6 separate regions of the Mus musculus genome follow, and all the other regions are linked to region 1. A link is a contact called in public HiChIP or PLAC-seq and promoter capture Hi-C data. All regions are on one chromosome and are shown on one strand. Each heading gives the region's core, a stretch centred on a gene start, on an enhancer-like site or on the middle of the called end of the contact. The rest is flanking DNA. Distances are from core to core; before and after follow the strand shown. Region 1 holds the start of Brd1 (bromodomain containing 1). Region 2 holds the start of Rabl2 (RAB, member RAS oncogene family-like 2). Region 3 holds the start of Shank3 (SH3 and multiple ankyrin repeat domains 3). Region 4 holds the start of C230037L18Rik (RIKEN cDNA C230037L18 gene). Region 5 holds the start of C730034F03Rik (a long non-coding RNA gene). Region 6 holds the start of Sco2 (SCO2 cytochrome c oxidase assembly protein).

Region 1 (4,701 bases), core at 669-3,168:
AGTTCCTGGCTTTGCGGCAGATGTGTTCAGGCCTCACAGGGTACCCCTACCATGGCTCAGTGGTGTGCATGAAGAAAGTACTAGCTAAACAGGAGGCCTTGCTCGGGAGTGGCTCCAGAATTAACTTACCCTTAAAGACTATTTTTCAGCAGGGCAATTGCCTTTAATCCCAGGACTCTGGAGGCAGAGGCAGGTAAATCTCTTGAGTTCAAGGCCAGTCTGCTCCACAGAGGAAGTTCAGGGATATACTGAGGGGCCTTGTATTGAAAAACAAAACAAACAACAACAAAATGACTATTTTCCAGCCCATAGTTTGGCTACAGTGGGATAAGAGTAGTGGCCAGCCAAAAGCTGCAAGGCACAGATGAGCAAGTCTGCCTTGTCCCAATAACTGTTTGGTGCCACATCCTGAGCTGTGAGCCTGCCCTGCCTGTCATGGGCGGGGAGGAGAGCAGCTCTGCTCACGAATGAAAAGCTCTTCTGTTTACCTGAGAGGTCCAGGCTAATGTCACAGGCACATGACTAGTGCTTCATCACCATGACACCTGTCATAAGCCTTCCAAGGCAACCAAAGAACTACCCAGTCTTCACCCCCATTTCAAAATACTTACAGATGAGTCTCATAATGAAAATTCTCTAGAAGCCACTAACTTTTAAACTAAGGACAAAGTAGACGGAACAAGCTGGAGAGTAAGACCAGTGTCCCTAAGCACCAACCCAAAGGGCCCTGATTTCAAAATCTTCAAGCCTTTTACAGCAGAGGTTCTCAGCCTGTGGGTCACAACCCTTTTGGTCCTGCATATCAGATATTTACATTCATAACAGTATTGAAAATTATAGTTATAAAGTAGAAGTGAAAGAATTTGATGGCTGGAGGCCATCACAGCATTGATCAGCAGCAATAGGACTGTTGAGAACCACTGCTGTAAGTGTTACCAGCTCCTTGGTAGGGATGTCAATGCTTAAATACTTCTATGAGTACAATGCTTATAAGAGGAAGGCCTAAGTCATGGGTGGTGGGCCATGCCTTTAGGGAGGCCGATCTCTGACTACATAGTGAGTTACAGTCAGAATTACATAGTGAGAGTCTGTCTCAAAACAACAAAACCAAAAATCAGGCAACCAAACAATCAAACCACCACCACCAAAGTAAGTAAGAAAGGTAGACAGACAGACAGAAAGAAAGAAAAGAAGAGGAAAGCCTGAGTTGGAGGCATGCCCCCAGACCTGGCTGCCCATAGTTTGAGATTGCTACTACTTGTCCCAGTCACTAGTCATCCTCAAGTCCTTTCCATACCCTCCTCTACCCAACCACTGACCTCGTGCCCTTGTTAATGCCTTTCTAGTGCCACCTTAGGGTTCCCCAGTCCTAGCCATTTATTCCTCAAATAAATCCACCCTTGTTTGGTGATCCCCTCCATCACGGCCCTCATTTCCATTCCCTCCTAACTCATCCTCCGTGAACCACGCTGGTCACCAGACACTATCAGAACCCCACTTCCCCCCCTTAGGATGCATCTCTTGATTCTCTCAAAATACCACTCCCTTGGAAAGCAAGCACTCTCAGGAAACTCCACCTGGCTCTCTAGGGTCAGCATTCTTGCTCTACTCAGTGCCATTGACCCCATAGTAAACACCATTCATCTGGTTACCCTTCTCTTACAGCAGCAGTCCTTCATCCTCAGGAACCCTAGCCTGTCTCCCCCAGAATTCTCCTCCTAGTCACCCCACTTTTGTAGCACTCCTCCCCCATCCGGATCCCCACCCTAACACCCTTCCTGGTCACCCCACTCTCTCCTTCGCGTCCCGCCCCGCCCCCTTATCCCGGCTTGGCGCGGCGCGCGTCGTGGCGGCGGCGGGCGGGGCGCGTCTCGCACGCAGCGCGCCGGGCGGAGCGCTCGCCGCATTGTTTGCTTCGCTGGGGAGCGAGCAGCGCCTCGGCAGGCGTCCGAGCAGCTCCGCGTCCGCGTCCTCCGCCCGGCCGGGCCCCGAGCCGGCCTCAGCCGGCCGTGCCGGCGCCGCCGACCCCGCCCGAGCCGCGGCGCCCTGCGGGCCCGGAGCCGCTGGCCGAGCGCGCCCCGGAGCCCGGCGGGGCACGGCTGCGCGGCCGTTGGCGGAGGAGCCGCGGCGCCATTAGCGCCGCCTCGGCCGCGCCGGCCTCCGCGCCCGCCCGCCCGCCGGGCTCCCGCGGCCGCGGCGCCCCCGAAGGTGAGTGTCTGACGGTCGCCGTTCGCCGCCCGCCTCGCCGGCCGGGGCGGAGGTGCAGGCGCCATGTTTGGAGGCGGCAGCGGCGGCTCCGCATTGTCCGCGGGCGGGGAGGCCGGAGAGTCGGGGCGGCGAGGCCCCGAGGCCGTGAGGCCTGGCGGGCGCGGGAGCCGGAGGGACCGAGAAGGCCGGGCGGACGTGCGCCGCCGTGAGCCGGCGCGGCCGGGGACGCCGGAGATCGGTGCCGGCGGCTCGCCCAAGAGGCCGGGTTCGGGAGGCGAGGCCGCGGCGAGATCGCGGAGGCGGAGGCCGCAGCCGGGTGGGGGCGGAGAGGGACACGGAGGCCGCGGCGGGGTCGGGGAGACAGAGGAGTAGAAGGAGGCCGCCGCGGCGCGGGAGGCGCGGCCAAGAGAATGGAGCGATCGGCAGGGCTCAGTAGGCGGGGAGGCCGCCGGGCCGGGCGGGCGGGCTCTGGGCAGCTCGGCTGTCTGGGCGGCTGGGGCGGCCGAGGGGCCGGGCGTCGGACAGCGGAGGAGGCGGAAGGCCTGGGGTCTCGTGGCGTCTGCCCACGTCCTCGCCCGTAGCCTTGGCGGTGCGGAGCGGGTCGCATTATGTAACAGATCGGTCCGATCTATTTTGCCAAGACAGGAAACTCCCTTGAAGAGGGACGGGCTCGGAAGATTTCCTAAGTGGAGCGGGGCCTGGTATCTCCGGAGCAAGCCCGCAGCTCCGCCACAACTCCGTGGATGAGTGCAGGAAACGCCGAGAAACGAGCGCGCGTGCGCGGCTTTCTTGGGCCTTTAGGAGAGAAGCAACTTTCCTGTGCGCTTAATTTGCAGAAAACGCAGCTCCTCATGGTGCCCTGCAGTTGTGACACACTTACACACACCTAGGAAACGGCCCCCCTTCATGGAGGACATTCACTTCACCCAGCTGCGACTGTTTTAGAGTATCTGTCATCTGGTAACAAGTAGTTACAGAATTTCCCTATTACTTAGTTACTGTTTTATCACTTGTTGGGTCGCGTGCACTGTCCTGAGTCTGTGTTTTTCTCTCCGGATGGTCACCTTAGAGTAAGGTGTGTCTCTTTCCTGTGTGCTTTTACGGTGAGGGGTGGAAGCTAGGAAGAGTTTAAATGGCTTGTCCGCAAACCGGGCCGGAAATGAACGGAGCTGATTTTGAGCATGGAGTCTTTCCCCTCGTTTTGCCGGCAAAGCTTTTTAGGATGCGTTTAGCCCAGTGATTTCTGGAGAAGCATGCTTGTTGCCTTTGCTGATTCCTCCGTGGAGAGATGCTTGTTCCTGCATAGAGCCAGAGGGGTAAAGTGCTGGGTATATGAAAATGAGGAAGTAGATGAGATTGTTGGTCACTGTGCCGGGCAGTACTGTTACATGTCCGCTTTCCCCTGGTCACAACTACCTTTTCAAATTACAGAGTAGCTGTGGCCATTAAGTATTAGGTTCAGTTCTTGTAGAAAAGTGGTTTAAAGACAGTCCTTCAGTGCTCACTAGAAGAATGTGGGATTTGACAGGCTGGCTACAGTACTTTACTGGAGAGGAGAAAATTACATGTTTGTCTTTAATCTGGGAGCTGTTGCTTCTGCCCGTGGTTCTTTTTGGGAAGGATATGGTGCTGACACCTGGATTTGCACCTATCTCGACTTAGGGATGCCACTAGAGGCCTAGGGCAGGCTAGGGTTGCTTTGACAGTTTCCTGAGAATCCAGTGTTGAGTAGGCACCTGGAAGTGCCTCAGAAGCAGGTGCATTGGGGTCTGGCTGACTACAGTGTCTTCATATTCTTCTTGTTCATAGAGAGATAGTATAGAATGTGGCTTTCTGCAGCTTGTAAAGTCTGTCTTTAAAAATGCATTGTAGAGATTTCCTTTTGGGACTTAAAACATGAAGTCTGCTCTTTGAGGGCTTTTCCCAAAGACTAGTAAGATAACTATGAGTTGTGAGTTCAGGCTCTGGTGCGCGCGTTCTCTCTCTCTCTCTCTCTCTCTCTCTCTCTCTCTCTCTCGCCCTTCCTCTGGACTATCCTGATATTTCAACTTGGTATATTTGGGAGTCAGTCTAACTCTACTTCTTGTCAGTAAAATAGGTTTGTTGAGCTGGAGGGGCGCGAGCGAGTGCTCCTGGCACTTGATGCTCCATGTGCTCATTCTGCTTGCCCAGTGGTTCTGAGTGGGCTTGTCTGCTCATAAGGTCCATAGATACCACGGCATGTCAGAGTCCACTACAAGGAATGCGAATATAGGCTCTTGGCGCCCTGGTTTTGTCCATCCTGGAAATGAGCAAATCTCTGCATTGAAGTTTTCAGGCGTGTGAGCCAGAGATAAAGGGTGGCGGGGAGGCCACTGCAGGCTGTGGTTTGAGGGAACCTGTCCTTTCTTGGGAGCAAGAACTGAGCATTTTCAGGTGTGTCAGGAAGAGAGCAGAGATGGCCCTTGATTATCTTGCCCACTGCTAGGTTTGCTTGAAGAGTATGTGGCTTAG
Region 2 (4,701 bases), core at 555-3,054, 860 kb before region 1:
TATGCATATAATTTTACCATTTATTTAAGACAAAAGCAATATCTGGATTGCTTTATTTAATAAAATATTAAATCTTGGCTAAACATTTGATACTACATTTTTCATAGCTGATTTCTTTTTTTTAAGATTTATTTATTTATTTTATGTATATGAGTACACTGTCTTCAGACACACCAGAAGAGGGCATCAGATTCCATTACAGATGGTTGTGAGCCACTGTGTAGTTGCTGAGAATTGAAATCAGGACCTCTGGAAGAGTAGTCAGTGCTCTTAACCGCTGAGCCATCTCTTTAGCCCCTTTCATAGCTGATTTCATAGTTTAGATATTATTAGTGCTGAGAATGCTGCTACCGCACAAAGCAGCAGATGTGTGTTTGGAGTGATCTCAAAACTTGTTGGAAATTTTGTCCTCATCCCAAGCCAAAATTTATTTAGTCCTTTTTTTTTTTTAAGAAAAACAAAACTCAACAACTCAAAACACCAATTTCTAAAAACCAAGTATTTTAACATGATATAATCCAAAGATATACTAATTAGATAAATACTGTTTGAAATGCTGGTAGGAGAATATACAATAATAATAATAATAACAACAACAACATCCATGAAGCCTGAGGTGAGGAACTCCCACCTCCAACACACACACACACACACACACACACACACACACACACACAGTGTTGGAACTCATCCATCACTGAGCACAATAGCTTTGAACCTAGAATATTTCAGGCAGTGTTCTAGACTCTCTATGGCACTGCAGCAGGAGCATGTTGTAAAGCTGAGGTAAATCCCCAAGAGTCCATAAAGCGAAGGCTCCCAAGAGACACCACGGATACATTACAGTTTTTATTGTGAAATAATTTTTGATCTTTGCTATTAGGTCTCAAGCAATTGGCTAACTGAGGCGCCTATTTAACATATCAATGCAGACCTGGGTTCTCCCAGCATGCCCAGTCTCTACCTGTTAGAGGGTAGGGCTAGCATCCCCTGCCCCTACCCTAAACTACTCCAGCCCAAGGGCTGGGGGGAGGGGGGCTTTTCCCTAGTTGCCCCTCCATATATAGAGAGAGATTAAGAAAGTCAGAGCTCAGGGGCTCTTATGGAAGAGCTGGGGGAATGATTGAGGGCCCCCCCCCGGGGGGGGGGGGTATATGAACTCCACAGGAAGACTGACAGAGTCAAATAACCTGGACCCTTGAGGGTTCTCAGAAACTGAACCGCCAACCAAAGGGCATACACGGTTGGACACACAACACACACACACACACACACACACACACAGTAGGTGTGAAGCTCAGTCTTCATGTGGGTCCCCCAGCAACTGGAGTGGGGAGGGGGCTACCCCTAAAGCTGTTGCCCGTCTGTGGAATTCCTCTAGCTGGGTGGGCTGCCTTATCTGGCCTCAGTGGGAAAGGATGCACCTAGCCCTGCAGAGACTTAGTGTGCCAAGGTGAGAGAACACCCAAGGTCGGGGAAGGGGTGCAGGGGCTCTACTCTCTGAGAAAAGGAAGAGATGGGGGAAGGGACTGTGTGAGGGGGAGTCGGGTGGGAGAGGCAGCTACCGGTATGGAAAGTGAATAAATAAATTAAGGGGGGGTGTGTCGAGAAACAAGGCATCACATACTGCAGCAACCTGTTGCTGGCCATATGCCTCTCCAACCTGCGGTTCCCACTCCCACCGCAGACCAGTATGCCAGAGCATCCGCTCTGTCATCCCCGGGTCAGTAGAACAGATGCGCATCCTGGAAGGTGCCAGACAGACAGGCACTGCGCTAGCCAGCCCGCGCCTCGCTGAGGTCCTTCGGGCCATTGCCGGACAGCCCAGCTCGGGGTCCTGGTGCGGTCGCGTAGCAGCGGCAGAGACGCGGCCGAGCTGCTGCGGGACTGCAGTCATCTGTAAACGGGTAAGGCGGCTGGCTGCCTTGGCGGCCCAGGGGCTGTGGTGGGCGAGCGCATCTGCGGTGTTCCGGGTCCCTCTAAGCCTCCGCGAAGCCGAAAGTGCCTGGGGAACCCGCCCGAGAGGTGGGGCGGAGGGAAGGCGGAGACCCAGCCGAGAGCCGACCGCAGATCGCGGGTCCTTTATAAGGAGATGAGGGGTTAGGCCTGGTGGGCGCCTAAAAAACGTTTGTCCCACGAAAGAAAGCCCTCGTAAATCGCGAAGACACTGACAGTCACTGAGGGCTTCCATTGTGAGTCGATAGTCGGGGTTTGGCTTTCGAACGGACCACTCCCAGTCAGGCTGTAGTGTGAATGCCGTGCGTCCAGCTGGCGAAGAATCTGGATTATTGTACATTCGTACATTCGAAGCAGTGTTTGTCGAATCGGATTTGAATATGAAACGAGTGGACCGGGCTAGAGATGATGTTACGCACTGGTGTTGACACTGGATAGTAGTCACGTCTTATACTTGTGGAAATATGAGAAGTGTGCATAGAACTAGTTTACTGTTTATGTTTAACGTGTAACGTTCCTATATGCCCTAGTCTCCTGTTTACAAAACTGATGAGCAGTTAAATATCTGAGTTTAGGCAGTGCAGGACAAAGTCTTGACATGGTATTGTTTGTATCATCTACATTTAGGAATTGGGTAAAATTACAGAGCAGTAGTTCTCAACTTGTGTGACCCTTTTGGGAGTCTAATGATCCACTCTTTACAGGGCACACCTAAAACCATCAGAAAAATACAGATATTTTCATCACTACAGTTATGAAGTAGCAACTGGAATAATATTATGGTTGAGGGAGTCACCACCACATGAGCCACTAGTTGCAGCATTAGGAAGGCTGAAAGCCACTAGAGGTTTAAAAAGGACACCCGCAAAATAAAAATAAATAAATAAAAGTTTTGAGGAATTACCAAGGTGAAGGGACTGTGATGCTGATGGCAGCAATGGGACAGAGAAGGAAAGTGGTCATGAATGGGTCAGGCATCATAGATTGTACAGTTAATGTCTGCCTGTTTTTGCGAAATATCAGATTTCCATGTGACTTGGGCACTCTGTTGATGTTTGTTGCTTGTGTTTTTACAAGTAAAAATATGTATATAGAAAATGTATATATGCTGAACTTGTAAATCTAGTACAGAAGGTAGGGAGAGAGGTGTGACCCAGACACCTCTGCAATGAGAAATGTCAGGAGACTCCAGAGACAGAGATAGAGCTCCCAGGCTCAGCGCATGGTGGCCAAGTTGTCAGGATGTGGGTTCTCTCTCATCAGCTGCTCAGGAAGAAGAAGAAACTAGATTTAGTTGAGGGGAGTTCTCACCTCTTAACGGCGAACTCTTGTCGGCTTTCCCAGACGGTGACGAGACCCCGGGGCTGGCAGTCGTCTGCCAACAAGAGCCGATGGCAGGGGACAGAAACAGGCACTGTGAGCTGGAGCAGGAGAAGTACGACACCCATGAGAACGTGAAGATCATCTGCCTGGGGGACAGTGCGGTGGGCAAGTCCAAGTACGTCAGAAAATCAGGGAAGAGCAAACGACCCCAGAGCGGCCCTGGGTGGATGAGAAAGGTCCTCCAGAGATGGAGAGAGTGTATGTGGTTTCTGTGAGCTGGTGAGGGGGGCACCATGATGGGAGACCAGGTGTGCATGGGCAGAAATGTCAGTAACTGTGTTCAGGAGGAAATGAGAGAGAGTCGAAGGGACAGAAATCAGGGAGCCTTCTGAGTCCTCACAAGAGCTGTTGGGTGGATTGCCCTGGAAATTACTGGTATAGTAGAGGGGTGGCAACTGCGATATTACTGCCTCTGTGAGGTTGGGGGGTTACTGGAACAGGGCAGTGGGGATGGGGAAAGGAACAGGACAGGTAGAATAAAGGCAGGAAAGATGCTTCCTTGGAGAGACACCCCCCACCCCCACCCCGAGGTTGAACGATAACTGACTGCAATGGTGTAAATGACTGGATTATTCTGCACAGAGCCTGCCTGTGCAGGTATAGAACTCCCCACCTGGAGATCTGCACTCTTTTGGCTTCTCTCCATCAGGCACCTGCCTCTCACCCACTCAGGGTGCGGTGCTGAGGATACACACTCATCTCTGCCTTCAAAGGATGAGGGGAGAGTTGCTCCTACGTAAATGTCCACTTTCGTCTCCCATCCCTCAAGTCCGCAGGTCACCTCACATTCTACGTCAGACTCACAGAGCCATGAATGGTTTCTAGGGGTCTTGCTAGTTTGGGGCAAGCTTCCGAACAGACATTCGTTTCTCCACCTCCCATGGAAGCTCAGCTGTGGTGTCTTACAGTTGCTCTAACCTCAGTGAGATCCCATGCAATGAAAGTAAGGATTTGGAAGATTACCCAGAGAACAGAAGTGTCAGGCAAGGGGAGACCAGTTGTTGGCTTAATAATTGATAGACCTTTAGGGAAATCTGGACTGGCGAGAAGCCCAGGGAAGGCCTAAGTCAGCACTAGCCTAAAATCTAAGCAGCTAACAGAACATCAAAAGACTAACACAGTTCTGGCCTCTCAGACATTTTGAATATAAGAAGTTCCCACCCCTTTCATACGTTAAGCAGGATGTTAGAGACCGTGATAGAATCTGTGTCTAGGAAGGCCTGTGGGTGAGAAGACCTTGTTCAGTTTCAGTGGGACTCCCGAGTTCTCTGCCAGTTTTCAGTCTGTGCCCAGAGGCCCCTTTCCCAGGGGATTTCAAATCTCATCATGTTGACGTTTGAAATTATTCACCATAGAAGTGTT
Region 3 (4,701 bases), core at 881-3,380, 770 kb before region 1:
TGGATGCTTATTGGCTTCCCTGCCCTGCCCCCCCCCCAGCCCCCAAGCTTCTAACAAGGCTCTCACCCCTACACCAGCCAATATCTGATTAAGCTGCAACCTATCACTGGACCAGCCATGGGCATGGAGCCTGTGCCCACCCAGCATGCCCAGCTCCAGCTCAGGCCCTGAAATCAACTTGGGGGGAAAAGCAGGCTGGGTCAAGCCAGCATGGGGACAGTCAGTGGCCATGGGGAGTCCCCTCCAGGGACTGCCTCCTTACCTTTGTGTGTAGCTTTGCAAACTGCTTGTCATCTATGAGGTTCTGGGCATAAACTCTCCGCTTGTATCGGAACTGCTCAGATAAAGAAAAGGTGGGGAGAAGACTACCACACAGGCCCATGTGAGCAAGAGGTGGCTACCACCTCGGGCTGCTTGCCTCCCTCCTGCCCACAGTGTCACTCCCGCACAGCCATGCAAGTCCCAGACACACACGTACAGAGTGGACAGAAATGAAGTGACAGCTACTGACCACCTACTACCCAGAAACGATGGGCAGTCCAGAGAAGTACTTGGCCAACTAATGGCCTGGTGGGCCCACAGCTCAAGTCAGCTTCATTTCCACCACTGGGACCTGGAAAACTCTACTGCTCTCCCAAGATCTGAAACTAAGCTTCTCCTAGACACTTCCACTCCAAGTAGAAATAACCCAATTCCTGGTGGAAATTCCATGAGGGTCAGACCAACTTTGACCTTGGTGTATACACACACACACACACACACACACACACAGGACGAGCCCTTCCTATTGAGACTAGGTCTCCGTCCCTATGGAATGGCACTCAAATCACCTTTATATGTCACAAATGGTGTTAATATTATTTTGGGCTAACCTCAGAAGACATGGGAGTGAGTGGCAAGAGGAGGCAAATGTGCACACAAGTGACACTGTTCGCACCACATGACCCCTAACGCACTCACTCTTAAACCGCTCGCACCACACACACGCCCCGAGTGCAGTGCATGTGTGGCATGCATGTGCTCATTGTGTGCTGTCCAGATTGCTCGCTGCAAGCGCTCTACACACGGCGCTCACACTGTTTCTCCATGCTTAAGCTGCAACACACCACTTACCACACAGGCAGCTTGCACTTCACCCTGCCCACTGCACTCGAGGTGTACCCACCTCGGTCTCTCAGCACACTGCTCAGGCTGCACACAGCCCCCCACCGCGCCTGTCGCCAACTCCTCCCGGCCTGCCCTTCTACTGCTCCAGCCACGGAGCTCAAAGATCACACCCTGAGCGCTCCATTCCACCCCCACCCCAGTCGGCCCAGCACCTCCAGATAGGGCAGGGGCGTGTCCAGGTTAGGCGGGTAGTCCTGTAAGAGCCGCTCTTCATCCAGGAACTTGCCGGCGCGACCCCGGGAGGGAGGCTGGAATAGCCCGTAGTTGAGCGCGTCTTGAAGGCTATGATTGAGGGCGCAGAGCACACGCTGCTTGGCGGCCCACACGGGCGCGGTTGGGTCCAGACGCAGGCACTTCTGCAGCGGAGCGAGTCGTGAGCCCGGACCTGCGGGCGCAGGGCCCCGCGCCCCGGGCCCCGCTTTGGAGGGCTAGTTGGGGAGCGAGAGCAGGGACCCCGCGCCACCGCGCAGAGGCCGAGGCCCCGCCCCGGGGCTGGGCTTCCAGGGCCCCGCCCCGGCGATGGGGAGGGTCCCGCGGAGGCGGCGGGGGAGGGGCGAGTGGCCACGGCCGGGGGTCCTGGCGCAGGGCGCGCCCGGCGGGGGTCACCGCTAGCGGGCCACACAGGGGTACGGCGAGATCGCAAAGGCTCACCGTTTGTTGCAGGTCCGGGATGCCGACGCGCACGACCACGGCGCTGGCCCCGGGGCCGTCCATCCCGGTGCTAGCGCCCGGGCCCGGACTGTTCCCGGCGGAGAGAGGAGCGCACGGGGACTCCGCGCGGCGCCCTGGCCCCCCCTGACCCCCCGCAAGAGCCCCGCCGACCGCGCTACGCGGGAGGGGGCCGGGGGGGGCCGGGGCCGGGGCCAGCGCGGGGGACAGCGGCTCCGGGGGCTCCGCAGGCGCAGCGGCGGCGGCGACGGCGGCACGGTTTAGCTGCATCGGCCCCGGCTTCGAGCGGCGCCTGCCTTCCCCGGGGGCGGGGGCGGCGGGGGGAGGGGGCCCGAGCCCGGAGCGGAGCGGAGGCGGGGAGGGGGCCGCGCCGGAGGCGGGGATGGGAAGCCCGGGGCCGGGAAACTGGGGTCCCCCGCGGGGTCGGGGCGGCGTGGGCGTGTGGTGCAGAGGGCGGGGGCCGGGGGCCCGCGCCGAAGAGGGGGGGGGTTGGCTGTCGAGGGGGAGTGGCTGACACAGCGGGGGGATGGCACGCCGCGCTTCCGCTGCAGGCGAGCGTCGCAGACCACCGTACTGGGGTGACGGAGGGTTCTAGAGCTGGGTGGGGAACGCGTCGGGGCAAGAGGACCCACAGGCCGACTGAGAGGGAGAGACAAGCAGGAAAATTGGTGACCCGGGGTGGAAATCTCCCCAGTCTGCCGACCCCACTCCAGACCCCAAGGAGGTGGTGGGGTCACCCGAGCACGGTGCTGGGTGGGAGTCGGAGGGCTGCAAACCCCAGGCGCGAGCAGGGCGGAGCTGCAGTCCACGGGAGCTCCCCCCAGACCAACCCTTCTAACCGCGCCCAGGGTGTTCCTCTCGGCCCCCACCACAACCGAGTTTGGGGAGTCTGTCCGGACTCTGCGGGCCTCCCGCACCTTGGGTAGCCCAACCTTGCAGCTGGTCGCCCCCTCCCCGTCACCTTAGCGACAGCAGGCTGGGGGCGCGACCTACGAGGAAAGGCTTAGGGGAGGGGGCGCCACTAGTCTCCACCTGCGGCGGGGAACTGAATTTTAGTTTCACACGTTGTCGTGGCAACGCGGGAGGGGGTGACGAGTGGGCGGGGAGGGGAGCGCTGCGAGTGAACCAACTCAGGCGCCGCCCGCGTGGCGTGCCAGCCTTAGCCCGGCGCTGCCTCGGAAGTGCCCAACGCACGGGGGCCTAGCTCCCAAGGCCCAGAAAGGTGTAGCCCCTGAATGGATGAATTGCCCTACTCGGTAGTGTCTACTGCCTTCCACTGCACTCTCCCGCATACCTAGACTTACACCTCACCCCCTAAAGGCCCCAGAGAGCCACTCATCGGTGGCGGCACAAACTGGACAGCTTTTGTGGAGCAGCCTGGCCGGGAACTCTGCCAGTGGCAGAAAGCATCCCCTTAGCCACAGCCTCTCCTACCTTCTCCGTGAGCAACCCTGGATCGCCCACAAAACTGGCTATTCCTGCGCATCCCAGGAATAACCCTGGACTACCCTGGTCCTATACACGATAGAGCCTCCCCAGATCCCACCCCCTGACCACCTGGGTCACCTCAGAAATGCCCTCACCCCACACAGAACAGTGATTGGCTTAGACTGCCCCCCCCCAGAACAGCCTGCACTCCCCCACGGATCCTCCACTTTCCCAAAATGTTTCATGACTCCATATAGGGCTCTCTGACCAATCGCAACCACACAGCATTGTCCTCCATGGACCACCTGGCTCACTCCCACATCCCTACCCCTTGAGGGAGAGCCTTCTCCCTAAAGAACCTCCCTTAAAAAACCCGCTTACCCGGCAGAGCTGAGTCTCCAGTGCCTCTGTACGTCTGTTCCCTGCTACCCTCAAGCCTGGGTGGACCCCTCCGTGCTTGGGGAAGTGAAGCCCCAGTAGGCTCTGACCTCCAAGCCCCTCCCAAGGTGTGCCTGAGTGGTGCAACTTAGGGTACCCTAGGGCTTAGGGCAGGATGTCAGAGGAGCAGGAGAGGAAAGAGTCTCCCTTATCTCCAGGAAGCACCTTGGGAAGCTCGGGGCTGGGTTTCCTGTGTTCCAACCCAGAGAGGAAACTCTGCTTCCTGACCCTGGAGTCTCTAACATCTTCCTCCCTTGCCTCTTTCCTCTCCGCCTTGACCCCTGCCCCAACTCCCTCTGGCTAAACCCAGTCCCTCCCATCAAAATCTCCACCCATCTTTTATTTCCAGCTCCCCTTTCCCCTAAACTAGCTGCCTGCTGGTGGAAAATGATGGCTAGAGATCACCAGTGATAAGACAGGAGTGGAGGAATCCCATGTCCTCAATCAGGCAGCTGGCCAGCCTTGGGCACTCTGTAGACATGTCCTTGACCTGAATGGACCCAGAGCCCTGGGTCTTACCCTTTCAGGCTTACTATCCCAAACTGGACCTCGTGGGAGCCCTTAAGCCTCCCCTGACCTCCCTTGCTGAGTGAATCTAATTATGTTTGATCTTTGTTGCCAAGCTTTGGGGGGAGAAAGTATTTTTTTTAACCAGCTACCTGCAGACTGACCCCCATCTCTGGCCCCAACTAGCCTTCACACTCCCAGGGTGACATCAAGCCTGTGGCCTGCACAGTGCCTGGCCCACTCTTAGTGAATCTCACAGTGCCCCAGCCTGCTCCCTGCTAAACAACAACAGTAACAATGCCCAGAAACACATGGGTGTCTTTCCCAATGGGTTCCTGGAGAGCTAATTAATAGGATAGAGGTGTTTTAGCAATTATTTTGTTGAGGATAACTTCAGGTTCCTCCTTACCTCTCCCAAGCCACTTGAGCAGCCCCAGCTGCCCTCCCTCAGGCCCATCTGACCCCCTATCTCCCAGGGAAGGTGACAGGACA
Region 4 (4,701 bases), core at 1,469-3,968, 740 kb before region 1:
GGGATTTGAACTCAGGACCTCTGGAAGAGCAGTCAGTGCTGTTAACCACTGAGCCATCTCTCTAGCCCTATTTTCATTTTCCTATAATGCTATAAACTACAATCATAGTAGGTCTTGCATGTGGAAACTCGTTATCTGCCCAGCAAGATGTCATTCACAGGTCAGCTGATGACCAGAGGTTATTGTTGTGTCATCTGACCGTAACTCTTCTTCCTCTGAGCATATGTGTGAAGGGGTGTCTCAGGGTTCCCCTTCCTTTAGAGATTATGACAAAGCCTGGCCCCTGATCATAACTCAACTGAAAACTTGCCTTCAGCAGACCCCCAAACCCCACATGGTCAACCAGGTAGGACTCCATCAGGTCTGTTTTTGCCTAAGATATTTGCTCTTCTGTTAGAACTACCCTGTTGGTCCTGATCAGCACTGTACATCTCAACGCCTATACATAACCATGATGAGAGGCAGTAGGGTAGGGAAGGTGGAGGCCTGATACGTCCTAGGTCCCCACATAAACTGATGCAAGAACAGCCACAGTACTCTACTCAGGCCACTGTTGCAACTCAATCACCCCATCTTACCCCCATGCAGAGGCCTCTCCTATCCCTTTGCAAGCAAGGTACAGAAATAAGAGACCTGCCTCCCAAGGCAAGGCTCCTTTCTCAACTGTGGGTGTTTGTCCAAAATTAGCAAGGCCCCAGGCATCATCTGAAGCCACTTCCTGAACCAACCCTAGCAGGCTACTTCCAATTGGGGCTCTGTGGGAAAAAAAAGGGGGGGTGGGGGTGGGAGAGAGTTCACATCTCTAAAGACAGGTTGGCCTTCAGTGCTCAGCTTTGAACAGAGCTGGCGGCAGGCAGATACCTCTTTCCAAGTTTTCCACAGCTCTAGGTCAGAGCTGAGCCCAAGCAACCTTCACGTGTACACACACCTGAGTCCCCCAAGAACCCAGGGGAAACGTACCTCGATTTGCATAACATCGCAACCCCACTCGGGCTCTCCAGAGAATAATGCGCAGGTCCTGGGGTAGTTCCCCAGCTAGCAACGGAAAGAAAGTGCTTCTGGTTGATTCCTTTCAAATTACAATTCACAGTGGCCACCAGCTGGGAGAGATCCAAATACAGTTTCAAAGATTTCTGGGCCACAGAAGAGCTTTCTGTCCTGACTCTAAATAGAAGGACTACCGGCAACCCCCACCCGTGCACAAGTCCAGAAACCGTGCTGGAATGTGACACTAAGAGAGCCACTAACTGAAGATTGCTCCCCCCCCCCCGCCCCCAGCCACCCCCCACTTCACATGAGGTGTGCAGTAGCCTCAGTCAGACCCAGCTCCTTCCTGTGCCATCTCTGGGGTCTCTGCAGTTTCGAACTTTCCTCCTGCAGTTTCTTGCAGATTTCATCGGGAGAATTCCAGATGCCCAGAGAGCCAGGCTTCAGTGAAAAAAAAAAAAATCAATAAATCAATGACCAGTTTACTCGTCATTCTGAACCACCCTCATTCTGCTTGCCAGAGGGCACCTTCAACTCAGTGTCACGTGTTGTCTGCTCCTGACCTGAGCCTGTGTTAGACCACTGGGTGATCCTGAGTCTGATCCGCTACTGTAGTCGGGAGGCCCTTCCAGAACCCTGTTTATCTCCCCCCTGGCTCCAGCGTCTTCCTTCCTGGGTGCGCAGGTCGTGACCATCTTGACGCCAGAGGTCTTAGAGTGCCACTCTGTCTTGGAGAGGAATCAAAGCCAAGAATCTGGACAAATGACTTCCCTAGGAACAGCCACCTGCAAGGAAATACCCTGGAAGAGACTTGCTCCGGAAAAGTGACTCAGGTCAGGGGCTTTTGGGGGCGGGGAGATCTGGGAAGTCCAGTTACCACAGGGACCTTTAGATGTTAAAGTACACTAAGAACCCACCCTTCCACCCTCTGAGGGATATATCTGTTAGTCTCCCTTAACAGTTAAAACTGATAAGAAAAAAAGGTTATATTCAATAATGTATAAATGAAGAGTTAGAAACAAGTCATGTTGTCTTCCCATTAGTTCAATACTAATGTGCCCTAAGCTATACCACACAGGAACCCAGCAACCCTTCTCAAACACCAGACTCACAGACACACATCCCAGCTCTAACACCACAGATACACACACACACACACACACACACACACACACACACACACTCAACCTTAAACACCAGTTACGCGTGTAGAAGGGAAAGGATTTTTTTAAATAATTTGATACATTGTGTTTCACAAAATTCACCAAAGGTGGTTGTGAGCAAAAAGCCAGCAGCCAATCAGATTTGTCTTCCTGGTTTGTTGCAGTCAGACTCCATGGTTTTTGCCTCTTTGCTCAGTCAGAAGGGGGATGCTGATGTTTTTTCAACAAGGATCCCTCAAGTATCTCATCAGAGGAAATGAGACAAACAGCCCACCATTCGCCAGAGGAACTCCAGACACGCATTTAAGAGCGACACAGCAGGAGAGCCAGATAGCTGTAGTGCTGCACTGCTAGGCAGTCCTGAGCCTAGCGCGCAGGAGCAAAGAACGTAAGGTTACCAAGCCCAGCACGGGACACCCCAACCGGCGCAGATAAGGATCGGGAGCACGCGAGCAATCTCCAGCCTCACCCTATCCCGCCCCGGTCCCAGGTCCGCAGCAGCCCCACCCGGAAGGTTCCCATAGGCACACAAACCCGCTTGGCTCGGCTCCCCAGCTCCGCCTCGCCCGGTCCCAGCTCCACCTAGCCCCGACTCTGTACCGCCCAGTCCCAGAGCCCGCCCCTTCTGGGTCAGCCAATTGTCACGTGACCGCGGGCGTATCCGAGACTGCCTGAGATCGACGCTGTCTACCACCAGTTCCTCCTCAATTTCGAACCGCCCTTGTCCCATGGCGCTGGAGCCTCCCGGGTCAATGTGAAGTGACTTCTGCTCCTGATCCCAAGCCTGTGCTGGCACCTCTGGGTGAACAGGGTCAGATCCCCGCTCGTGACGTTAATGAAGCCCTGGTCCTTTAGGGGCTCTGTGGAGTTACACCCCAGGCCACCCCCTTCCGAGTTCTGACAGATTCGCTGGAGCTTCAGAGAGTGGACCTACAGACAGAAGGATTATTTGGGTCTGGCGGCTCAGGGGAGGAGGAGGGCTCGGGACTGGGGCCTCAGGTAGGGGCTGGCCTGGGCGCTCAAGGAACGAGCCTGCTGGAATCGCTCTGCCTTCCCTACCAAGGGACTGAGGACACAGGCCCATCTGTATCTCTGTCATGGCCCTGGGGACCCTCTTTTTGGCATTGGCTGCAGGCCTGAGCACTGCCAGCCCACCTAACATCCTGCTGATCTTTGCGGATGACCTGGGCTATGGGGACCTCGGCTCCTATGGGCACCCCAGTTCTACCACCCCTAACCTGGATCAGTTGGCTGAAGGTGGACTACGGTTCACAGATTTCTATGTGCCTGTGTCTCTGTGCACGCCATCTCGGTGAGTGAGGGACCTTTGCCCCTCCCCTCTCCCCTGGCTCATCCCATTTCTGTCTCTCTGTGGGTATGTCCACCATTCTCCCTCTTCTCTCTGGGTTCATCTCTGTGGGACTCGCAGATAATGGATTCTGTGGTTTGTACTACAGGGCCGCCCTCCTGACTGGCCGGCTCCCAGTTCGATCAGGCATGTACCCTGGAGTTCTGGGGCCCAGTTCCCAAGGGGGCTTGCCCTTGGAGGAGGTGACTTTAGCCGAAGTCCTGGCTGCTCGAGGCTACCTTACAGGGATGGCTGGCAAGTGGCATCTTGGAGTGGGGCCAGAGGGGGCCTTCCTGCCCCCGCATCAGGGCTTCCACCGATTCCTGGGCATCCCATATTCCCATGACCAGGTACAAACCAGCCGGACCCTCTGCTGCCCCCCAACACACACCCAAGCCCGCATACCAACTGTACCCTAACCCGTAGCCAGTCCTCCCTCACACTAACCGCTCTCTGCTCTCCCCAGGGTCCCTGTCAGAACCTAACGTGCTTCCCACCAGACATCCCCTGCAAAGGTGGCTGTGACCAAGGCCTTGTTCCCATCCCACTACTGGCCAACCTGACAGTGGAGGCCCAGCCCCCTTGGCTGCCTGGACTGGAGGCCCGGTATGTGTCTTTCTCCCGAGACCTCATGGCTGATGCCCAGCGCCAGGGCCGACCGTTCTTCCTGTACTACGCTTCCCACGTGAGTGACCCTGGCCCCGCCCCCTGACTGCCCAAGACCTGTACCCAGCCAGTGCTGACTCCAGTCTCTGCCCCCAGCACACTCACTACCCTCAGTTCAGTGGACAAAGCTTCACCAAGCGCTCAGGCCGTGGGCCATTTGGGGACTCCTTGATGGAGCTGGATGGAGCTGTAGGGGCCTTGATGACAACTGTGGGGGACCTCGGTCTGCTGGAAGAGACACTAGTCATCTTCACTGCAGATAACGGGTACGAGCCAAGCAAGGGATACTCGTTGCTCTATCACAGGCCAGGACTCTAGGGTAACTTCCACCCTAGCTGTTTGTTGACTGTATAAAAGACTCGAGAGGTGCTAGGCACGTTATGGTGATCCATAACCAGCAGTGGGGCAGGGTCCTTAGCCTCTTGTTACTGATGACTTCCTTGTGTGTCCCAGTCCTGAGTTGATGCGCATGTCCAATGGCGGCTGCTCTGGCCTCTTGAGATGTGGAAAAGGAACAACTTTTGAAGGTGGCGTCCG
Region 5 (4,701 bases), core at 976-3,475, 700 kb before region 1:
GTTTTTCAAATTTGATATTCTTACTTTATGATTTTCAGTGCTGAGAGTTTGGCTTTAAATATGAAGTACAAAATAGCAGAAATATGTTTGGAGCCATTCATCGAGACCCTTGGAACTCTTTATGTCCACGAGGCAGATAAAGTTGCTCATGCTTTCCTTTGCTGTCTTCCCAGTCCATTCCTGGAGGAAGGATGGCCAAGAACCTGGCCAGAGACAGGAGACCTACGTCACCGGGTCACCAACTGTTTCAACAGTACACCACAGTCTCAAATACTAGCCAAGTTGGTGTGGCCACATGAAGTACGCATGCTGTGTGCTCAAAACCAAGGCTACAATTCAGTTATCTAGTGGTCAGAAACATCTTGAATTCCTTTGTCTTGATTTATTTTACATTAATTTCTGGTTATTATTTGTTCAGAAACCTTTACTGTCGCCAAATCTTTCACCAATCCCTACATTCAGCCAACCTCACGGGGTCATGCATGTCCCACAGGCTAAGAAGCTGACCTCTAGTAAGTCACAAAGGACAAGCTATGCCAACCCAGGCCTGACTTCCTGATAGGAGTAGTTATGTTAAAAAAAAAAAAAAAAGGCTGGAAAGATATGGTCTGGTCAGTCAGATAGCAGAATCAAGGCCACTTTCACCTAGAACCTCGGCCCAGAAAACAGAGCTTAGAACTCTTTCCCAGGCTCAAAAGCTAGCCAAAATAAAAAATAAAAACACCACCTAACATTTCCAGGCTGGTCCAGAGTTTTAACATTGCAACATAAAACAATGTTACCACCTACAAAGTTCATTCTCCACAAAGTTCACGGTCCAAAGTATTAAGGAAGTTAAAATACCCACCTGCACGTTTATCTGTCTGTGTCCTGACCCTGTACTCCTCTGCTTCTCCAGTGCTGGGATTAAAGGGGAGATAGCCTACATCTTTAAGCCAGCTCCCACAGCCTGGAGCAGGGGATGCCTCTCTCCAGCTCTCAGTGGGCCATGTAGGAAAACTGCTCATGGTTTTGACAATTCTAAAAAATTTTGTTTTGAAGTCAATTTTCTCTCTCTCTTTTTTTTTTAGGAGATCGGTCTGGAAACACCTCAGCTGTCTGCTTCACAGATTGCTCTTAAGGCTGCTCTCTGATTGGCTCCTCTGCTGCCACCCCATTAATTCTCTTACCACCTTTCTTCTCTCACTATGTAGCCTGGCTGGCCTGGAACCCAGTATATAGACTAGACTGTCCTCAGATTCACAGGTAATTAACCACCGATTTCAGTTTCCTGAATGCTTCCCCCGCGTTCTTATACACACACACACACACACACACACACACACACACCCCGCACCCGCACAATGAACTCTCTTCCCTTTTTTTTTTTTTAAGATTTATTTATTATATGTAAGTACACTGTAGCTGTCTTCAGACGCACCAGAAGAGGGCGTCAGATCTCATTACGGGTGGTTGTGAGCCATCATGTGGTTGCTGGGATTTGAACTCAGGACCTTCGGAAGAACAGTCAGTGCTCTTAACCACTGAGCCATCTCGCCAGCCCCCACTCCCTAGGCTTTCTAAAAAAGAATTATTTATTTTTTATGTGTATGAGTACACTGTGGCTATTTTCAGACACACCAGAAGAGGGCATCGGATCCCATTACATACAGACTGTTGTGAGCCACCACATGGTTGGCGGGAATTGAACTCAGGACCTCTGGAAGAGGGATCAGTGCTCTTAACCGCTTAGCCACCTCTTCAGCCCCATCCCTAGACTTTAAAGGAAAGTCTTTTCTTAACTCTAAGGTCTCATGTTCAATTCTCCCTCCCCTACACCGAAACTCGTAGCTTTGAGGCCCTTTCATTCTAATAAACCTCATCCTTCAGATGAATTATGGATTGTGTAAGCTTCCTTTCTAAGCTGACCATTAACGTCTCCCTCTTCCCGATATTTAACAGGAGAGAGACACACTCTCTCGAGAAAGAAAAATACTTTAAGTTATTGTGTTGGGTCACATTAATGGCGCTCATGCGGTCTATGCAGCGCTGGACACGCCGGACTGATTCTTATTACGCCTTCCAGCATCACATATACACCTGCTGCCTTGTGGAAAGGGGAATCGTTAGAACCTACGTTTTCATTCTTCCATTCACTTACCCCAACTGTCACCACAGGCTCGGCTAATCTACTCCCTAGTAGAGTGTCTCACACAGCAGCTGTTATAAAGGAGCCGCAAACTACCATCGTCCATTCATTGGCCAGAGCCTGGCTCGTAAGCTTTGCGGAGCTACTGTCCAACCGCCCACGGCGCTCGGGATTGGCCTACGTCACTTCCTTGGTTCCGGACACAGTCCACGCAGTAACTTGTTTTTGCAGAGACTGATAGGCGGATCGGGCGTGGCCCGAGCGCGCCCCACTCAGGGAAAGCTGCCGTCCCTCTTTGCCTTTGAGCGCCGCAGCCCTGAGAATCGCATCTGGCTTGGAAACGGTCCCAGGACTGGAGCCACCAAGAAAGCCGAAGGCAGTCGCGAAGAGCCGAGGACGCCCAGAGACTCTGCGGCTTCCGGGAAGCGGAACCGAGCCTACCCGGAAGGAGCCAACCTCACCTGAGGCTCGCTGAGCACCGGCAGGCGTTAAACCTAACGGAGCCCACGTCATGGCGGCAGACGGGACAGGGGTAGTCGGAGGAGGGGCTGTCGGCGGCGGCCTGCCCAAGGACGGTTTGCAGGATGCTAAGTGCCCAGAGCCAATCCCCAATCGGCGGCGCGCTTCCTCGCTGTCCCGTGACGCGCAGCGCCGAGCCTATCAGTGGTGCCGGGAGTACCTGGGCGGGGCCTGGCGCCGAGCGCGGCCGGAGGAGCTGAGCGTTTGTCCCGTGAGGTCAGGGGTCAGCCCTGGGGACCCTGGGGACACTCCCAGTTCGGTCGCCGTCAGTGCTACGCGGGGGGGTGGGGGGTGGGGGCAGGTCTGCAGCCTGCTGTGCTGGGGGGCGGGGTCCCCCTTCGGGACTTGGGAGGTCCTCTCGGGAAGGGTGTCTAGAGTGGGTCCCACCAATCGGGGGGACGACCCTTGCTGAGCCTGACCTGTGTGGATCTGCAGCGGAGGCCTCAGCAACCTGCTCTTCCGATGCTCACTACCGAACCACGTACCCAGTGTGGGCGGGGAGCCCCGGGAGGTGCTGCTACGACTCTACGGGGCCATCCTGCAGGTGAGGGAAAAGAAGGATCGTAACTTGGGAGTTCGGACATCTGGAGCAAGTGGTGCAGAAAGTGGTGTCTTATTTGTGTAGCTGAATATGCTGAAGCTCAAGAATTCTCAGTCAGTAAGAGCAGAAGTCCAAGCTATTGTAGATGAAGCCGATTTGGGCCAGTACCCACGTACCTCTGGCTTTTTCTGACATGAGCCCCTTTGCCATACATCTTTTATCAGGGTGTAGACTCCTTGGTATTAGAAAGCGTGATGTTCGCCATTCTCGCAGAGCGGTCTCTAGGGCCCCAGCTTTACGGAGTGTTTCCAGAGGGCCGCTTGGAACAGTACCTCCCAGTAAGAGCCCAGTTTTTGTTGTTTTTACCCCAAGTCTTTACCCTTCCCAAAGTCTGCCTTCACATCCCAGGTAGGGAAATTTCCCTAAGACCTTGATCTCCTCCCATCCCGTATCCCTTCCCCCTCCCGCCCCAGCCCCCTCACCACCCTGATAGGTTACTGGGTACAGAGCCGGCCGTTGAAAACTCAAGAGCTCCGGGACCCAGTGTTGTCGGGAGCCATTGCAACGAGGATGGCCCGTTTCCATGGTATGGAGATGCCCTTCACTAAGGAGCCCCGATGGTTGTTTGGGACCATGGAGCGGTGAGTCCAGTTTGGGATCCGTGCATCTAAAACTGAACCTCTAGTTGAGTGGATAGATACCCCAGTATCATGGACTCTGTTTCCCAGCCAAAGCCCAGTGACAGGACAATTTGGCCTGAAGAGTCGATAGAAGGGGGTGGGGAGAGATAGACAGAATGTTTCCCGTTTGGGCGGCTTCCAGGTACCTGAAGCAGATCCAGGACTTGCCTTCCACCAGCCTTCCCCAGATGAACCTGGTAGAGATGTACAGCCTCAAGGACGAGATGAACAGCCTCAGGTGAAGGCGGATGACATAGTGGGCGGGTGGGTGGCACTGGCATTTATCAGTGTCCTCTCCAGGATTTGTTGAGGGCTAGTCACAAGGCCTTATAGCCTACGCCTCTCTACCTCTACAGGAAGTTACTAGACGATACCCCGTCACCAGTGGTCTTCTGCCACAATGACATCCAGGAAGGTAGGAGAATGTATGTGAGTCTTTGAGCCCACGCCGAAAGAGGGCAGCATGCCCTGAAGTGACCAAAATCCCCATTCCCCTAGGAAACATCTTGTTGCTTTCAGAGCCAGACAGTGATGATAACCTCATGTTGGTTGATTTTGAGTACAGTAGTTATAACTACAGGTAAGTGTGGGAGGACTGCCTCCTGTGGGTCCTGTTCCTACAGGGTCCTGGCAAAACAGGCCAGGCCCTTCACCTCCACAGCCCCGCTGCCCATGGACTGAATGTTTGCTCTATCCTCCCAGGGGCTTTGACATTGGGAATCATTTTTGTGAGTGGGTTTATGATTATACTTATGAAGAATGGCCTTTCTACAAAGCAAGACCCACGGACTACCCCACTAGAGAACAGCAGGTATATAGTCTGGAGGTTGGGA
Region 6 (4,701 bases), core at 1,157-3,656, 640 kb before region 1:
TGTGGGTGACAAGGTTAGCCTGGTTCTGGCACCTGCCCTGGCTGCATGCGGCTGTAAGGTTAGTGACCACGTCCTCTACAGACCTCTGACCCGCTCACAGGAACCTCCAACCCTCCAGCCTGGCTCAAAGCTCTCAAAGACAAAATCCAGGGCAGTCCCATCGCTCAATACACAAATTCCACCATGGAGTAGAGTTGCCTCTGTACCCAAGAGGACCCTTTAAGAGCTAGCAGGCCCCACAAAGAAAGAGCGGGGCCTTCCTCTTCCTGTCCTTCAGACTTGGGCCCCAGATGAGTGTGTGCCAACTCCTGACCTACTGACAAACTGCTCCCACCAAGTACAGTTTATCTTCCTTTCCACCAATTGGGCACCCTCATTAACTGTTTAAAAGACTCTAAAATAGCCGGGCGTGGTGGCGCACGCCTTTAATCCTAGCACTTGGGAGGCAGAGGCAGGCGGATTTCTGAGTTCTAGGCCAGCCTGGTCTACAAAGTGAGTTCCAGGACAGCCAGACCTACACAGAGAAACCCTGTCTCGAAAAACCAAAAAAAAAAAAAAAAAAAAAAAAAAAGACTCTAAAATATAACTGCTTTTTTAAAAGTAATTTCATATGAGGATAGGATAGGTTCTTAGTAGAGGATAGGTAAAATGAGGTTAAGGGCCTGCGTGGGGGCAGTCAGCATCCCTCTCCACCAGGTGCCAATGATCAGCGGCCGCAGTCTGGGACACACAGGGGGCACACTGGATAAGCTGGAATCGATTCCTGGGTTCGGTGTCACCCAGAGCCCAGAGCAGGTACAGGTGGGCCACTAACTGATCAATGATCTGGGTTGAGGGAGTCACTGGCCCGAATCACAGGATGATCAATGGACAGGTTATTTATCTGGGTCACTAATGAGAGAGAACATTGACTATTCAAAAGGTCATTGGTTGTAAATAGGCCTGGAGTCATCGAGAGAACTTTGATCGGGATCGTTACTTGGGAACAGGGAGAAGCCACTGATTAGCTGGTACGCATTAATGTGTCTGTCATAACTAATCGGGATCCTTGGTAGGTTAGCCATCAGAACCATACTGACTCTCGCTGGCCATGTTTTGAACTTCTGTTGGGTCAGTGGTCAGGGCCAGTGGGTGGGTCCGTCCCTAGAAGTTAATGAAGGTGTCTGAGCAGATGCTGCACATCCTTGAGGAAGTCGGCTGCTGCATTGTCGGCCAGAGTGCAAAGCTGGTTCCTGCTGATGGGATCCTGTATGCTGCACGAGATGTGACAGCCACTGTGGACAGTGTCCCACTCATTACAGGTGACCTGAAACGGGGTACCCTGACTGACAGACAGTCCGCTAGGCACTGCCGCTTTTCTCAGAGAGGCAACTCTTCCTGTGCCCAAGTATACCCTGGGATGATGTTTCTGGTCTTCGCAGCTTCAATCCTCAGTAAGAAGGCCGTGGAGGGACTGTCCACTCTGGTGGTAGATGTTAAGTTTGGGGGAGCTGCAGTCTTCCCAGACCAGGAGAAGGCCCGAGAACTGGCAAAGATGTTGGTGAGCCGTGCTAGGCCACAGTGCCCTTTCTATGAAGGGACATGAGCCTCACATTCCGTCCTATCCCTGCCTCTGCCCACTCAACAGTCCTGGAAGAATAAAACGGCAATTCCTCTTTCCAGCCCTCCTACCCTATCCAATCAAAGCTGTCCTGACTGCGGACCTGGGGAAATCCTCCACAGAACCCCCGCCACTTAGGGCAACCAACCAGAACACCCCCATCCCCTCTGAGGCCTGGCAGTGTTGGTTTCTGATCTCTAACCTAAGCCTTTACTGACACCTTAACCCAGGGACAGCAGGTATGGGATTTGATAATGCCGGATACTGAATAATGCCTCCCCAGGTTAGAGTGGGAGTGAGCCTGGGGCTGAAGGTCGCCGCAGCCCTGACCGCCATGGATAACCCTCTGGGCCGCAGCGTGGGCCATACCCTGGAGGTGGAAGAAGCGTTGCTTTGCCTGGATGGTGCGGGGCCGCCGGATCTGCGGGACCTGGTCATTAGGCTAGGTGAGAGGGCTGGAGTTAAGACCACCAGTTTGTATGCCAGGAGCTCTCAATCCCTGCAGCTTCTGAGCTCCACCCCGCCCGCCAGCAGGAGGCGCCATTCTTTGGATTAGCGGACAGGCGGAAACACAAGACCAAGGCGCCGCCCGAGTGGCCGCGGCGTTGGATGACGGCTCCGCGCGGCGCCGCTTCCAGCTGATGCTTTCGGCGCAGGGCGTGGACCCCGGCCTAGCTAAAGCATTGTGCTCCGGGAGCCCCACGCAACGCCGGCAGCTGCTGCCTCACGCCCGAGAGCAAGAGGAGCTGCTCGCACCGGCAGACGGTGAGACCGGATATCAACGGCACCAGATCCCACCCACTTCCTCTCCCGATCTTTCCTGGTCCTGGCACGTGCCTCCAGTAGGTTCTCAGTGTCCACCCTCTCCCTTAGGCATTGTTGAGTGCGTCCGAGCGCTGCCGCTGGCCCGTGTGCTGCACGACCTCGGAGCCGGACGCAGCCGAGCGGGGCAGCCGATCAGACCGGGAGTGGGTGCCGAGGTACTGGTCGACGTGGGCCAGTGTTTGTCCCGAGGTAAGCGCTGTCTGGAATCCATAAACAACCCTTCCGGTCGCCCGCTGTGACCTAGGTAACCGCCTCTGTCGCTCGCGCAGGGACACCCTGGCTCCGCGTGCACCTAGACGGCCCTGCGCTCAGCAGTCAGCAGCGACGCACTCTCCAGGGGGCGCTCGTGCTATCAGATCGAGCACCCTTCAAGGTCCCTTCACCCTTCGCTGAACTTGTCCTCCCACCGACCATCGCACAGCCCTAAGTCTCGAACCCAGCTCAGCCAGGTGAGTTCAGTTGGGCAAGTCCTCCCCCAAGGGGTGGGACTGGGTGAGGACGCTGTTAACATGTGGCCTCATACTCTGCTGCTACTGCTTCATCTAGCTTATCACATGAGCTAGAGACCTTCTGAGGCCCAGAAAATGGACATATTGGGAATATTTGCCAGTCCCATCTTCTCGGACTGGTCCTAGCTCAGGGCTGATGGTGCCCTGGACGTATCCTCCATCTCATAAGAGATCCAGGTTGTAGCCACACGGGGGCAACATACTGGGGGAGCCCAGTAGGCTGGATGCCAGTGGCTCTAAATGCTAGTTGTAACAACCTTCCCTGGGGAGAGGGGGGGGGGGGAGGATGAAGGGAGATGGCAGGGCTGAGGGACTGCAGAGGGGCAGGGTACGGCATCCAGTTAAGTGCAGAGGAGTCTGCCTGCCCAGGAAGGTGAAGGTCAGACAGTTCAAGGCACAGTGGGCTGAGCTGTGTTACATTACAGAAAACAAGCTGGAGGCACTTGTTTTCTGCTGAGCCCCAGATTACCCTGAAGTGACCCTAAAGCTAGAAAGGATCACCTCTTAAAGGTGGTCAGCCAGAGGATCAACAGCCTCCCTATAAAGAACAATTTATTGTAAATAGACACATGCATCCCAGTGCCCAGGCAAAGCATATTCGCGGTGCTTCCAAGAATCCACAGGGAGGCTTGGCAGTTGTGGCGTGGGTTCTCCAGAGGTTGGGGTCATGAGGCTGAGACTCCCTGGTTAAAGACGTAGGTTAGAGCAAACCAGCTATGGACTTTTGGTGTTGCCTGGACTGCATGCAGCTTACGGCAGAGCAGTTCTGAGTTGAGACGAGCCGGTGCAGGCAGCTAGATAACCTGCTTGAATGTGGGGCAGATGCTTGTCCAGCAGCGGAGGCCTAGACATCTTGTCCATTCTTTTCTGACTTTTGCCACCTTTGTTCTTTTCCAGGAGCTTCAGGTCCACGATGCTACTGGCTCTAGGGCCCAAAGCTTGGCCCAAGCTCTCTCAGTTCAAACCCCTCCTCAGGATCTCAGGAGGTGAAACTCTGCATAGAAATTCCCGACACTGGGCAGGGCAGGGCCAGCGCCAAGGCCCTGGGCTAAGAACTAGACTGCTGATCACAGCCCTGTTTGGGGCTGGGCTAGGCTGGGCCTGGCTGGCCGCGAGGGCTGAGAAGGAACAGTGGCGCCAACAGCAGCGTACAGAGGCCCTGCGCCAGGCTGCTGTGGGCCAGGGTGACTTCAGCCTACTAGACCACAAAGGCCAGCCTCGATGCAAAGCCGACTTCCGAGGCCAGTGGGTGCTGATGTACTTCGGTTTTACTCACTGCCCTGATATTTGCCCCGATGAGCTGGAAAAGCTAGTGCAGGTGGTGCGGAAGCTAGAGGCGGAGCCTGACCTGCCCCTGGTGCAGCCTGTCTTCATCACTGTGGACCCAGAACGAGATGACGTGGCAGCCATGGCCCGCTATGTGCAAGAATTCCACCCAAGACTGTTAGGTCTGACCGGTTCTACAGAACAGGTGGCCCATGCTAGTCGCAACTACCGCGTATACTACAGCGCTGGGCCTAAGGATGAGGACCAGGACTACATTGTGGACCACTCCATTGCCATCTATCTGCTCAACCCTGATGGTCTTTTCACCGATTACTATGGTCGCAGCAGGTCAGCAGAGCAGATCGTAGAGAGTATACGTCGGCACATAGCTGCCTTCCACAGTGTCTTGCCCTGAACTATACCTATTGCCTAGGCCCTGTCATTAAATGGATGTACTTAATCTGTGCATGTGCTCTGTACCAGCAGCTCATTTAAATAGTC

Evidence for each region. Promoter capture Hi-C pulls out the DNA fragments that hold promoters and counts their contacts. HiChIP or PLAC-seq counts read pairs in DNA pulled down with a chosen protein or histone mark.
Region 2: an HNF4G HiChIP or PLAC-seq map of pancreatic cancer cells shows a contact between it and region 1. The contact joins the promoter of Rabl2 here to the promoter of Brd1 in region 1. A contact is called at or near these places in 2 of 39 promoter capture datasets (the HPC-7 cell line and liver) and 1 of 115 datasets of contacts at active chromatin or transcription factors (pancreatic cancer cells).
Region 3: a promoter capture Hi-C map of hematopoietic stem and progenitor cells shows a contact between it and region 1. The contact joins the promoter of Shank3 here to the promoter of Brd1 in region 1. A contact is called at or near these places in 2 of 39 promoter capture datasets (hematopoietic stem and progenitor cells and liver) and 2 of 115 datasets of contacts at active chromatin or transcription factors (bone marrow-derived macrophages and pancreatic cancer cells).
Region 4: an H3K27ac HiChIP or PLAC-seq map of microglia shows a contact between it and region 1, with 6 times the contacts expected there. The contact joins the promoter of C230037L18Rik here to the promoter of Brd1 in region 1. A contact is called at or near these places in 4 of 39 promoter capture datasets (the C10 cell line, liver and pre-B cells), 1 of 484 Hi-C or Micro-C datasets (CD4 T cells), 4 of 115 datasets of contacts at active chromatin or transcription factors (bone marrow-derived macrophages, hepatocytes, microglia and 1 more) and 2 of 9 other capture datasets (adipose tissue and liver).
Region 5: a promoter capture Hi-C map of pre-B cells shows a contact between it and region 1. The contact joins the promoter of C730034F03Rik here to the promoter of Brd1 in region 1. A contact is called at or near these places in 10 of 39 promoter capture datasets (the 3T3-L1 cell line, the C10 cell line, the HPC-7 cell line and 5 more), 1 of 484 Hi-C or Micro-C datasets (B cells), 8 of 115 datasets of contacts at active chromatin or transcription factors (bone marrow-derived macrophages, double positive thymocytes, embryonic stem cells and 4 more) and 3 of 9 other capture datasets (adipose tissue, liver and macrophages).
Region 6: a contact with region 1 is called in a promoter capture Hi-C map of liver. The contact joins the promoter of Sco2 here to the promoter of Brd1 in region 1. A contact is called at or near these places in 13 of 39 promoter capture datasets (the 3T3-L1 cell line, the C10 cell line, the HPC-7 cell line and 7 more), 1 of 15 datasets of contacts at CTCF or cohesin (large pre-B cells), 3 of 484 Hi-C or Micro-C datasets (CD8 T cells, Sertoli cells and embryonic stem cells), 8 of 115 datasets of contacts at active chromatin or transcription factors (the SCID.adh cell line, bone marrow-derived macrophages, embryonic stem cells and 4 more) and 2 of 9 other capture datasets (adipose tissue and pancreatic islet).

What each region holds. Positions count from the first base shown.
Region 1 is chr15:88,731,436-88,736,136 of GRCm38.p6, reverse strand. Brd1 (bromodomain containing 1) reads left to right here and starts at 1,918. Exons shown (of 13, transcript NM_001033274.3): 1 at 1,918-2,208. It overlaps Gm41377 (a long non-coding RNA gene), which reads right to left and starts at 2,016. Exons shown (of 3, transcript XR_875560.2): 1 at 130-2,016.
Region 2 is chr15:89,589,026-89,593,726 of GRCm38.p6, reverse strand. Rabl2 (RAB, member RAS oncogene family-like 2) reads left to right here and starts at 1,804. Exons shown (of 9, transcript NM_026817.3): 1 at 1,804-1,907; 2 at 3,301-3,454. The coding sequence starts at 3,348.
Region 3 is chr15:89,497,037-89,501,737 of GRCm38.p6, reverse strand. It overlaps Shank3 (SH3 and multiple ankyrin repeat domains 3), which reads right to left and starts at 2,130. Exons shown (of 22, transcript NM_021423.4): 1 at 1,819-2,130; 2 at 1,320-1,523; 3 at 263-334. The coding sequence starts at 2,106.
Region 4 is chr15:89,474,269-89,478,969 of GRCm38.p6, reverse strand. C230037L18Rik (RIKEN cDNA C230037L18 gene) reads right to left here and starts at 2,718. Exons shown (of 5, transcript NR_077233.1): 1 at 2,685-2,718; 2 at 1,551-1,711; 3 at 1,323-1,428; 4 at 961-1,100. Arsa (arylsulfatase A) reads left to right here and starts at 1,546. Exons shown (of 9, transcript NM_009713.4): 1 at 1,546-1,820; 2 at 2,315-3,462; 3 at 3,608-3,848; 4 at 3,965-4,183; 5 at 4,261-4,430; 6 at 4,618-4,701. The coding sequence starts at 3,248.
Region 5 is chr15:89,427,539-89,432,239 of GRCm38.p6, reverse strand. C730034F03Rik (a long non-coding RNA gene) reads right to left here and starts at 2,225. Exons shown (of 4, transcript XR_875570.1): 1 at 2,141-2,225. Chkb (choline kinase beta) reads left to right here and starts at 2,313. Exons shown (of 11, transcript NM_007692.6): 1 at 2,313-2,863; 2 at 3,083-3,191; 3 at 3,413-3,526; 4 at 3,696-3,829; 5 at 4,011-4,106; 6 at 4,225-4,283; 7 at 4,367-4,448; 8 at 4,571-4,679. The coding sequence starts at 2,640. It overlaps Gm44502 (predicted readthrough transcript (NMD candidate), 44502), which reads left to right and starts at 2,313. Exons shown (of 27, transcript NR_004843.2): 1 at 2,313-2,863; 2 at 3,083-3,191; 3 at 3,413-3,829; 4 at 4,011-4,106; 5 at 4,225-4,283; 6 at 4,367-4,448; 7 at 4,571-4,679.
Region 6 is chr15:89,371,596-89,376,296 of GRCm38.p6, reverse strand. It overlaps Sco2 (SCO2 cytochrome c oxidase assembly protein), which reads left to right and starts at 2,406. Exons shown (of 3, transcript NM_001111288.2): 1 at 2,406-2,614; 2 at 2,695-2,874; 3 at 3,832-4,667. The coding sequence starts at 3,848. The coding sequence ends at 4,615. Ncaph2 (non-SMC condensin II complex, subunit H2) reads right to left here. Exons shown (of 20, transcript NM_001115132.2): 20 at 3,447-4,701. It overlaps Tymp (thymidine phosphorylase), which reads left to right. Exons shown (of 11, transcript NM_138302.2): 3 at 1-58; 4 at 697-795; 5 at 1,172-1,301; 6 at 1,422-1,540; 7 at 1,884-2,046; 8 at 2,135-2,365; 9 at 2,474-2,614; 10 at 2,695-2,874; 11 at 3,832-4,666. The coding sequence ends at 2,852.